2 separate regions of the Rattus norvegicus genome follow, and region 1 is linked to region 2. A link is a contact called in public Hi-C data. All regions are on one chromosome and are shown on one strand. Each heading gives the region's core, a stretch centred on a gene start, on an enhancer-like site or on the middle of the called end of the contact. The rest is flanking DNA. Distances are from core to core; before and after follow the strand shown. Region 1 has its middle 24 kb from the start of Kpna2. Region 2 holds the start of Smurf2 (SMAD specific E3 ubiquitin protein ligase 2).

What was found. A called contact is a pair of places that touch in the nucleus more often than the background predicts.
Region 1: a Hi-C map of liver shows a contact between it and region 2, with 6 times the contacts expected there. The contact joins the enhancer-like site here to the promoter of Smurf2 in region 2. A contact is called at or near these places in 6 of 12 Hi-C or Micro-C datasets (the A7r5 cell line, hepatocytes, kidney and 2 more).

What each region holds. Positions count from the first base shown.
Region 1 is chr10:92,419,831-92,423,826 of GRCr8, reverse strand. No RefSeq gene overlaps it. Among named protein-coding and RNA genes, the nearest start is that of Kpna2, 24 kb to the left of the region's middle. Within about 2 kb of position 1,821, at least 15 of the 93 cell types and tissues checked have an H3K27ac peak or open chromatin away from gene starts, as enhancers often do. A contact at or near this core is called in the A7r5 cell line, hepatocytes and liver, where this site is marked.
Region 2 is chr10:92,359,887-92,364,285 of GRCr8, reverse strand. Smurf2 (SMAD specific E3 ubiquitin protein ligase 2) reads left to right here and starts at 2,506. Exons shown (of 19, transcript NM_001107061.2): 1 at 2,506-2,659. The coding sequence starts at 2,608.

The DNA of each region.
Region 1 (3,996 bases), core at 572-3,071, 60 kb before region 2:
TAGTGGGCAGAACACGCCCTGTGCAAACACGAGGACTTGGGTTTGTTTCCCTAAAACCCATGTGAAAATTGGGAATGGGACTGAGGGGAGACAGAGGCCAGCTTGGTGTATAGAGCAGGTTCCAGGACAGCCAGGGCGATATAGAGAAAATCAAACAAACAAAAACAAAAACAAAAACAAAAAACACTAGCAGCTGATTCGTAAGGACCTAAGGTGAGATTCCAGCACCCACGTAACAAACTTTGGGTGTCTGCAAATACCTGTCATTCCAGTTCTGAGGGATCTTCCTCTGGCCTCTGGGACACAGGTATGTACACACACACACACACACACACACACACACACACACCCCTATGAAGCCAGATGATTGGCTGAAGTATAACCAGATGACATTTTTGAACACCCAGGAAGTGGCATCCCGGATCTTATGTGTAAGAGGTTTCTGCTTTTTGACTTTTGATCACAAATGGTTGCATCCACAGAAACAGCACCTCCCCCACTCCCCAACCCCCAAATACTCTACAGTAGCCCAGGGAGAGCAAGCTGGCTTCATCAAGCCAAAGCGTAGTGGCGTTGTTGTAGATCTGATGATAGCAAAAGGAGAGAGGAGACGGGGAACCTAAGGCCACCGAAGGGTGCCCACAGGTGGGAACCCAGGTCTGCCTCCCAGCATCAACCTAGCTTGGTTCTGTCTGCTCCCGATTCACTGAAGTGCCAGCACTGGTTTTAAAGTTACAGCCCGGCATGCTTCCTTTTAGAGCAAAGTCTTGCATGTGAAACTGGGAAGGAGAGTAGTGTTCACCCCAAACCATGCCACCCTCCAATGTATGAATCCCCTCCATTACCATGAGCCCTCAGAAAGCAGGAGCAAGAACAGGGGCAGAGAGAGTAACAGAGCCTCCTACAACCACTCAGCCAGACTGTCAGGGTGAGCTATGACCTATCCACACCCCTTACCCCATTCTGTCAGGGATGTGCTGATTGCCAGGGTGGAAAGCTTGGAAGAAAAGGTTTTCCTCCTGTGTTACTTATTAAACGTCTTCAGAGCCAATGGAAGACATGAGACTGGTCCCCGAGTGACCAGCAGGGACGACAGATGTGCCCGAGAGCTTTCTGATTCATAGCTGTGCCTTGTGCTCAGCCACTCGAACAGATTTCCACGGCCCTGGAAAGAAGGGATCATAACCCTGTACTGCTGGGGGAAAGGGTTCAGAGACACTTAGATAGCGACCCAAGACTGCATGGCGATGCGGCCCTGCCAGACTAAATGAGTTGCTCTGGGTAGACAAGGGTGGACGGGCCTCATGCTGAAATGAGTCACCCGCAAGTCCAAGAACCAGCCCCTCTGGACAATGACACAGGAAGCTGTTTTGTACATTAGGCAGAGCTGGGTCCAGATAGTGTCAGTCTATGCAGAGAAGGGGCCTCTTTTCCTTTTTTTTTTTTTTTTTTTTTGGTTCTTTTTTTTTCGGAGCTGGGGACCGAACCCAGGGCCTTGCGCTTCCTAGGTAAGCGTCTACCACTGAGCTAAATCCCCAGCCCCAGGGGCCTCTTTTCCAATTGCCTTCCCTCTGCAAAACCCTTGGGAGCCAGCCAGGCCTGGTGACCTATGGAAGAGGTGACACTGTGCCCTGCTGTCTCCTGCTGTCCCAGCTACATGACTTGGCTAAATCTACTGGACCTTTTCCAGCTAAGACCTGTTTGTTTTTACCTTGCAATGTGAACCAGATGTGGAGGGGACCTCTCTCTGCAGGAGGCCCCTGCCCAACCCTCTGCGCTGGCCACAGGTTCACCGGAGGCAGCAGTGGCCAACCAGCCTCTCCTGGCCCTCTGCCTGCCTCGCCCTCACAGCTGGTTCTCTCTGGCATCCCTGTATCTCTCCTTCCCACAATGTGACAGGAAGCTGGAAAGGACACTGGACAAACGTCCAAAGTCCATATGTCCTGGATGGTCTGTCTAGGAATTTTGGGGACGATAGCTTGCTCCATGCGTCATGTCCTTTCCACTCGTGTGTCACATGGGGAAGGGGGCACCATAAATGAAGACTTGAAAGCCAACTGAGGGCTGGGTATCCTTCATCTGTGGTACCACCTCGCCCCAAGCTCTCGGACAGGAGACCTAAGTCTGAGCAGCCTCGTGGATTCCAAGGGCTACAGCCCTGAAACTCCCACTGTTTACTTTAGCAGTTGAATTCTTCCCGTTTTGGCCAGTGGAAACCTGTTCAAGCTGGTTGCTGGGTCTACTTTGCCACGATCCATCATTCCTGGAGCTTTCTAACACAAACTGTTCCAGGTTTCTCTTGTCTTTTTTTTTTTTTTTTCCCTGTCCTAGCCACAGAAGCGACCAGTTCTCTCTGATTCTGTTTGGTGAAAATAGTGTTTGGAAGTCAGGTTTCTGGTCACTGTGTGCTCACCGCTGCTGGGGTGAACTGCTCCCTGCCCTTAGCAGCCCAAGTTAGAGCCAACTGAGGTGTGCACATGTGCATGTGCACACAGTCGTTTCTACCTGGGTTTAACAGTTGTAGGGGGAAGCTGGATGTTCTGGGTCACACTGGTAATTCCAGGAGGCTGAGGAGGGGGGCATTGCCAGGAGTTTGATATCAGCGTGGTCTATACAGAGAATCCCAGGCTTGCAGGGTTACATATAGAGACACTTTTTTAAAAAGTTGTTTATTTTAAACAGAGAACCAGGTGTGCTGGCGCTAACCTGTAATCACAATATTTGAGAGGCAGAGGCAGAGCCTGTGAATTCAAGGCTAGTCTGGGCCTATCTAGCAAGTTTAAGCTAGATGGGACTCTAGAGGGAGACCCTGTTTAGAGAGATGGTTCAGAGGTTAAGATCACTGATGGTTCCATTCCCAGCATCTAGAGGGTAGCTAACCACTATCTGTAACTCCAGTACCAGGGGATCTAACCTCCCTCTCCTGACCTCCTTGGGCATGAGGCACATACATGGCACACAGATGTATAAGCAGGCAAAACACCCATATACATAATATAAAAATATCCACCTCACCCCCAGAATTTAAAAGGAGTAAATAATTTCAGCTTAAAAAAACATCAAAGACAAGCAAGACAGTGGTGTCTCATGCACTTGGGAGGCAGAGACAGGTGGATGACTGAGTTGAAGCTCAGCCTGGTTTACAGAGCAAGTTCCAGGACAGCCAGGGCTACACTGAGAAACCCTGTCCTGAAAACAAAATTAGAGACAGAGATATGCAGCCAGCCAGAGGATAGATAGTAGGTGCTATTTGCAGTGGTTCATACCTGTTGTCCTAGTTAGGGTTTCCTTGCAGTGAAGAGATACCATGACCAAGGCAACTCTTTTTTTTTTTTTCTTTTTTAAGATTTATTTATGTATACAGTGTTATGCCTGCATGTATGCCTGTAGGCCAGAAGAGGTCACCAGATCTCATTACAGATGGTTATGAGCCACCGTGTGGTTGCTGAGAATTGAACTCAGGACCTCTGGAAGAGCAGTCACCACTCTTAACTTCTGAGCCATCTCTCCAGCCCTGGCCAAGACAGCTCTTATAAAGGCAAACGTTTAATTGGGGCTGGCTTACAGTTTCAGAGGTTTAGTCCACTATCATCATGGTGGGACACATGATAGCATCTAGGCAGACATGGTGCTGGAGGAGCCAAGAATTCTACATCTTGGTCTGCAGGCAGCTAGAAGGAGACTGTGAGCCACACTGGGTAGAGCTTGAGCATAGGAGACAACCAATCCTGCCCCCACAGTGACACACTTCCTCCAACAAGGCCATACCTCCTAACAGTGCCACTCCCCATGGGACTATGGAGGCCATTTTAGTCAAACCGTCACATATGCCTTTTTAAAAAAAAAATCTAGGTTTTGCATGTGTGAGGAAGAAAATGATGTCTGTAGCCTATAGAATGTCAAAAAGTGGAGAGAGAGAAAGTGTGTGTGTGTGTGTGTGTGTGTGTGTGTGTGTGTGTGTGTGTGTGTAGCATCATGTGAACATGGAAGTCAAAG
Region 2 (4,399 bases), core at 1,257-3,756:
TTTGGATGGATCTCTGTTCATTTAAAACCAGTCTGCTCTATCACATGTAAGGTTTGATTTCTAGCATTACTCAGAGGTTACCAACATATTGAATGGTTTTGTTTATTATTTATATTTTGAGTTTTTTATTTTTATTTTTTATTAGATATTTTAAATTTACATTTCAAATGTTATCCCCCTTTCCTGATTTCCCATCCATAAACCCCCTATCCCTTTACCCGTCCCCCTGCTTCTATGAGGGTGTTCCCCCACCCACCCTATTTTGAGCTTTTGAAGACTTCTTTGTGTGTGTGAGTGTTTTTTGCCGAATGTGTCATGTCACAAGCATGCTTGGTCCTGTGGAAATTAGAAAAGGGCATCAGATCCCCTGGAACTGGAGTGCTAGGTGGTTATGAGCTACCATGTGGGTGCTGGGAACTGGACCCAGATCATCTGCAGGAGCAACAGATGCTCTTAACCACCAAACCATCTCTCTGGCCCATACTGCATGGTTTTAAAGCACACTTAGGGAAGTCTAAACAAAGCTGTCTGAACATTATTCCTATACCCATTTCCCTGAGCTGCCTGCCACACATTCGTAGGTGTTGCTTAAAATTCTCCACCCCCTCCATCCCCTGCTAGGTTTCCCACCATTTTCTGAAATCTTAACTTCCATTTCTCAGTACAAAGCTACAAATTATGCTGGTGGGTGGTTGGGAACAAAGTGTGGGCCATAACCACCAGGGAAATATGAATGCATACATCAGCTTGCTCCGTTTATTGTCACAAGCCTGCGTTTGAAATAGTGATGTAGCAATTGTTCTATCGCCACAGTAACTTTTGTGGGAATGGTTTCCTGAGCCTTCAGATCTTACACAGCACAAAGAAGTGTTTCTTAAGGGCCCTGTTCATTGCTTTGTGAATAATGAGCACTTACAATTTCTTGATTGAATTTCTAGAGCTGTCCCTTGTATTTTAAGTCTTACCGCTAGAACTTATGATTTGGGGATCACTTTAATCCGTAGGAGTGTACTTAGACTGATGAAATGCTTTTGGGTTTCATCTGGAGAATGAAGTGTCTTAACCGATAGATTGTAAGCAACCATTTACATTGTTTTGGATTAAAATGTATTAGACTTCAACGAACAGTCTAAACGGCATTAATGTTATAACAGCCTTAAGCAAAGTCAACGTGGATACAAATCCACACTTTATCCTTAGTTTTCATTACTACTTATGTGCACATAGAACTTGTATTCTCCATTTAAACCCTGCATTACATATAAAATCTTCCATGTAACGTGGTCACCACAATTGCCATTTAGATAGCTGCATAAAAATGTCTTGCTGCTGATGTAATACAATTCATTATTGGGCTATACTCTCATCCCAGCCTTGTAAAACAAAACCCCCAAACACCTGTATTATTTATTTGTCCAGAATAAGTTCCTATTACTGTAAGTTACCGCATCAGAGTTACAGTCCTGTTCATTTTGTCTTTTTTTTTTTTTCCTCCTGGGATAGCAAGATACAGTACTGCCTGAGCTTTAAACACAGTATCCACCTATCTATCTTGTTCACAGTCCTTGGCGGTATTTGTATCATCTCCCTATGCCTGTCCTGCTAGGGAAAAAAAAAAAAGAGTCCGAGCAGGTAAGTAACCGGATCTGGAGTACCAGGTGAGTCCGTGGAGGTGGCAATTACAATACTAAGAGCTAAGCACTCCTGGGAATTTGCTGGAACGTTCGATGTGGGAATAGCGTCTTGTCGAATTAATTCTTCGGACTCGGGTCTAACTTTACTTTACTCTCGCCAGCCTCTTAGGGCGCGCAGTGGGAGTATTACTCGGGCATTCTGCCCTGTAGGGACACAGGCTGTCTTTCAGTGAGCTAGCTGGTCAGCAGGCCCCTCTGGTGCCACGGAGCCGGCGCCGCCGGGCGGTGGAGTTCAGAGATGGGTCTGGGCCGGGACACACGCGCTCCCTGCGTCCCGCGCGGAGTCCGGCCTTCCTCCGGCGCCCTAGGCGCAGGAGACCTCGCCCACAACCCCGCCCCCGAGACGGCCCTGCCCACCACAAACCCCGCCCTGCAACAGGCCCCGCCCCCGTCTCCTCCCCGCCCCCAGGAGCCGACGAGTGGCGGCGGCGGCGGCGGCGGCGGCGGCGGCAGCGGCCCCAGGACCGGGTTCCCTCAGACAAGAGGGCGGGCGGAGGAGGAAGCGGCCGAGCACCCGCCCGCCTCAGCAGACTTCGCACCATCGGCTCCCAGGCCTCGCGGCACCGAGAAGGGGAGACCGAGGCGGGCCGCGAGGACAGGAGGCGGCGGGGGCGCGAGGCGGAGGCGGCGCGGCCGGCCGCGGCTGCCGCTTTGTTGTGCGGCCCGGGCCGAGGAAGCAGAAGTGGGAGGAGGGGGGAGCTCTGCGTCCCGCTCCCTCCGCGGCTCATGGCGACGGCGCTCGGCACATCCGGGACCCTCCGGCCCTGGCGGCCGCGGCGCGGGCTGTTCGGACCCCGGCCCCGGCCGCTGTGGTGACTCCTCCGCGCCTCGCCGTCGTCCCAGCCCAGCCCAGCCCGCCCGCCCGCGGGCCGCGAGCGCCGCCGCCGCCGCCGCCTCCCCCGCCGCTGGGGACATGTCTAACCCCGGAGGCCGGAGGAACGGGCCCGTCAAGCTGCGCCTGACAGGTGAGCAGGGCGGGCGGCTGCGGCGCCTGTGGGCAGGCGGAGGGCCGGGGTCGCGGTCGGTGGTGGCGTTGGACGGGAATCCGGGCGTGGGAAGGCCTAGTTCAGGGAGTCATTGGAGAACCACTTAGCTGGGGTTGGGAAATTCTTCAGAACGCCAAGTGTGTGGCCCGTGGGTCTCCCGTGGAGGGCGGATTTGAGGTCCGGACATCTAGTTTCTTGGGGTCACAGGAGCAGCCCCTGGGCTATTGCCCAGGTGGGGTCGTGAAGGGGATTACTGAATCCAGTTGCTGACTGCGCGCAGTAAACACTCCTTAAATATGGAGTTGAGTGCTTAACGGGAGAGTGCGTGTGTTCCCGGGTTGTTAACTTGGACACCTACCTATGCCCGGGTGTGAAACCTTTACTCTCTAGCTGCCAACCTCTGCGGCCAGTGCCACACACCTTAAAACGCACGTCTCTGGGAGGGACTGAGACTGTGGTTGGCTTTTCCGGCGTGTCTGCCTGATCCCACGACTCCCGGCTCATTGTACACTCTGTGTTTTGGAAGTTGTTTGATTGTAGGGTAGCGTGTTTGGGGTTGTTCCTTGTAGGCCGCAGAACTAGTGGCTCACGTCTGAACTCCAGACATGGTTTAGAATCGCTTGCTTGGAAATGTGTTTCTAAGTCTTGGACTCCTACATAAACTTTTAAGCGAACTTTTACTGGTTCTCTTCCACACTTCGCGCCCCTTTCTAAATGGAAAGGAATGCTCAGAGGGATTTGTTAAAGACTGTTTATGTTCCCAGGTGCAGCAAGTTGTTAACGTATTACAGGTATAATTTGCTTATGATGCCACTTCTGATATTCTTCCGTGGTCGCATCTCCCTCCTTTTAAGGAAAATTGCGTTTGGTTTAAAGAGTGTAAGTGAAACTATTGTCCCTCTGCTAGCTAGACGCATCGTTCACAGTAAGTAAATTGTCCGCATTTATATTCAGATGTGTGGTGAAAAAGACGTCATTTTGCAGTTAGTTGGTTCATATGTGTGTGCACCAGCGAAGGATAAGCTGTAATTATGCTTGCCCACACTAAACTTTGAAATTTATGTGGACGAATGTTGTAGTTGAATGCCTGTGTTAAATGCCAGTCCGTTGGCTGTACCTTTTAGGTAACTTGAAGTGAATTTGGTATTTGAGAATTTAGTTTGAATGTATGTTGGCTACAGCTTCAAATACTTTCCCTTTGAGGCTGAAGAGATGGCTCAGTGGTTAAGTGTATCCTGTTCTCTAAGGGGACCGGAGTTCTACTCCCAGCACCCCCCACCCAGGTCCTTGGCTCACTACCACCTGTAACTCTAGCTGCAGGGGATCTGATGCATCTGGCCTCCCACAAGCACCTGCACTTGTGTACACATACTGCCCCAATCTCCAGTAATGAAAAAATATATACATTGCACTGACCTGAAAGCGTTTCTTTCCCTAGGGAAATCACAAGGTATTATTAACACTAGGTTGGGGGGCGTGCTTTGATCTTCATCTTTACTGTTCTTTTGGGGGAGTCAGTGGAACACAATTATAAAGGATCTTTGGTGCTCTAGTTTATATATTGATATTCTTACTAGGCAGGTCTGTGCCAATTACAGAAAGAAATTGTGAGTGTAGGTGTGCAAAAGCCATCGGAAATGGGCTGTAATTTTCTTCTGGGATACATACATGGGAGAGAAAAAGAGAGGTTTGGGTTTTCTTTAGATAAAAATGAGTTCT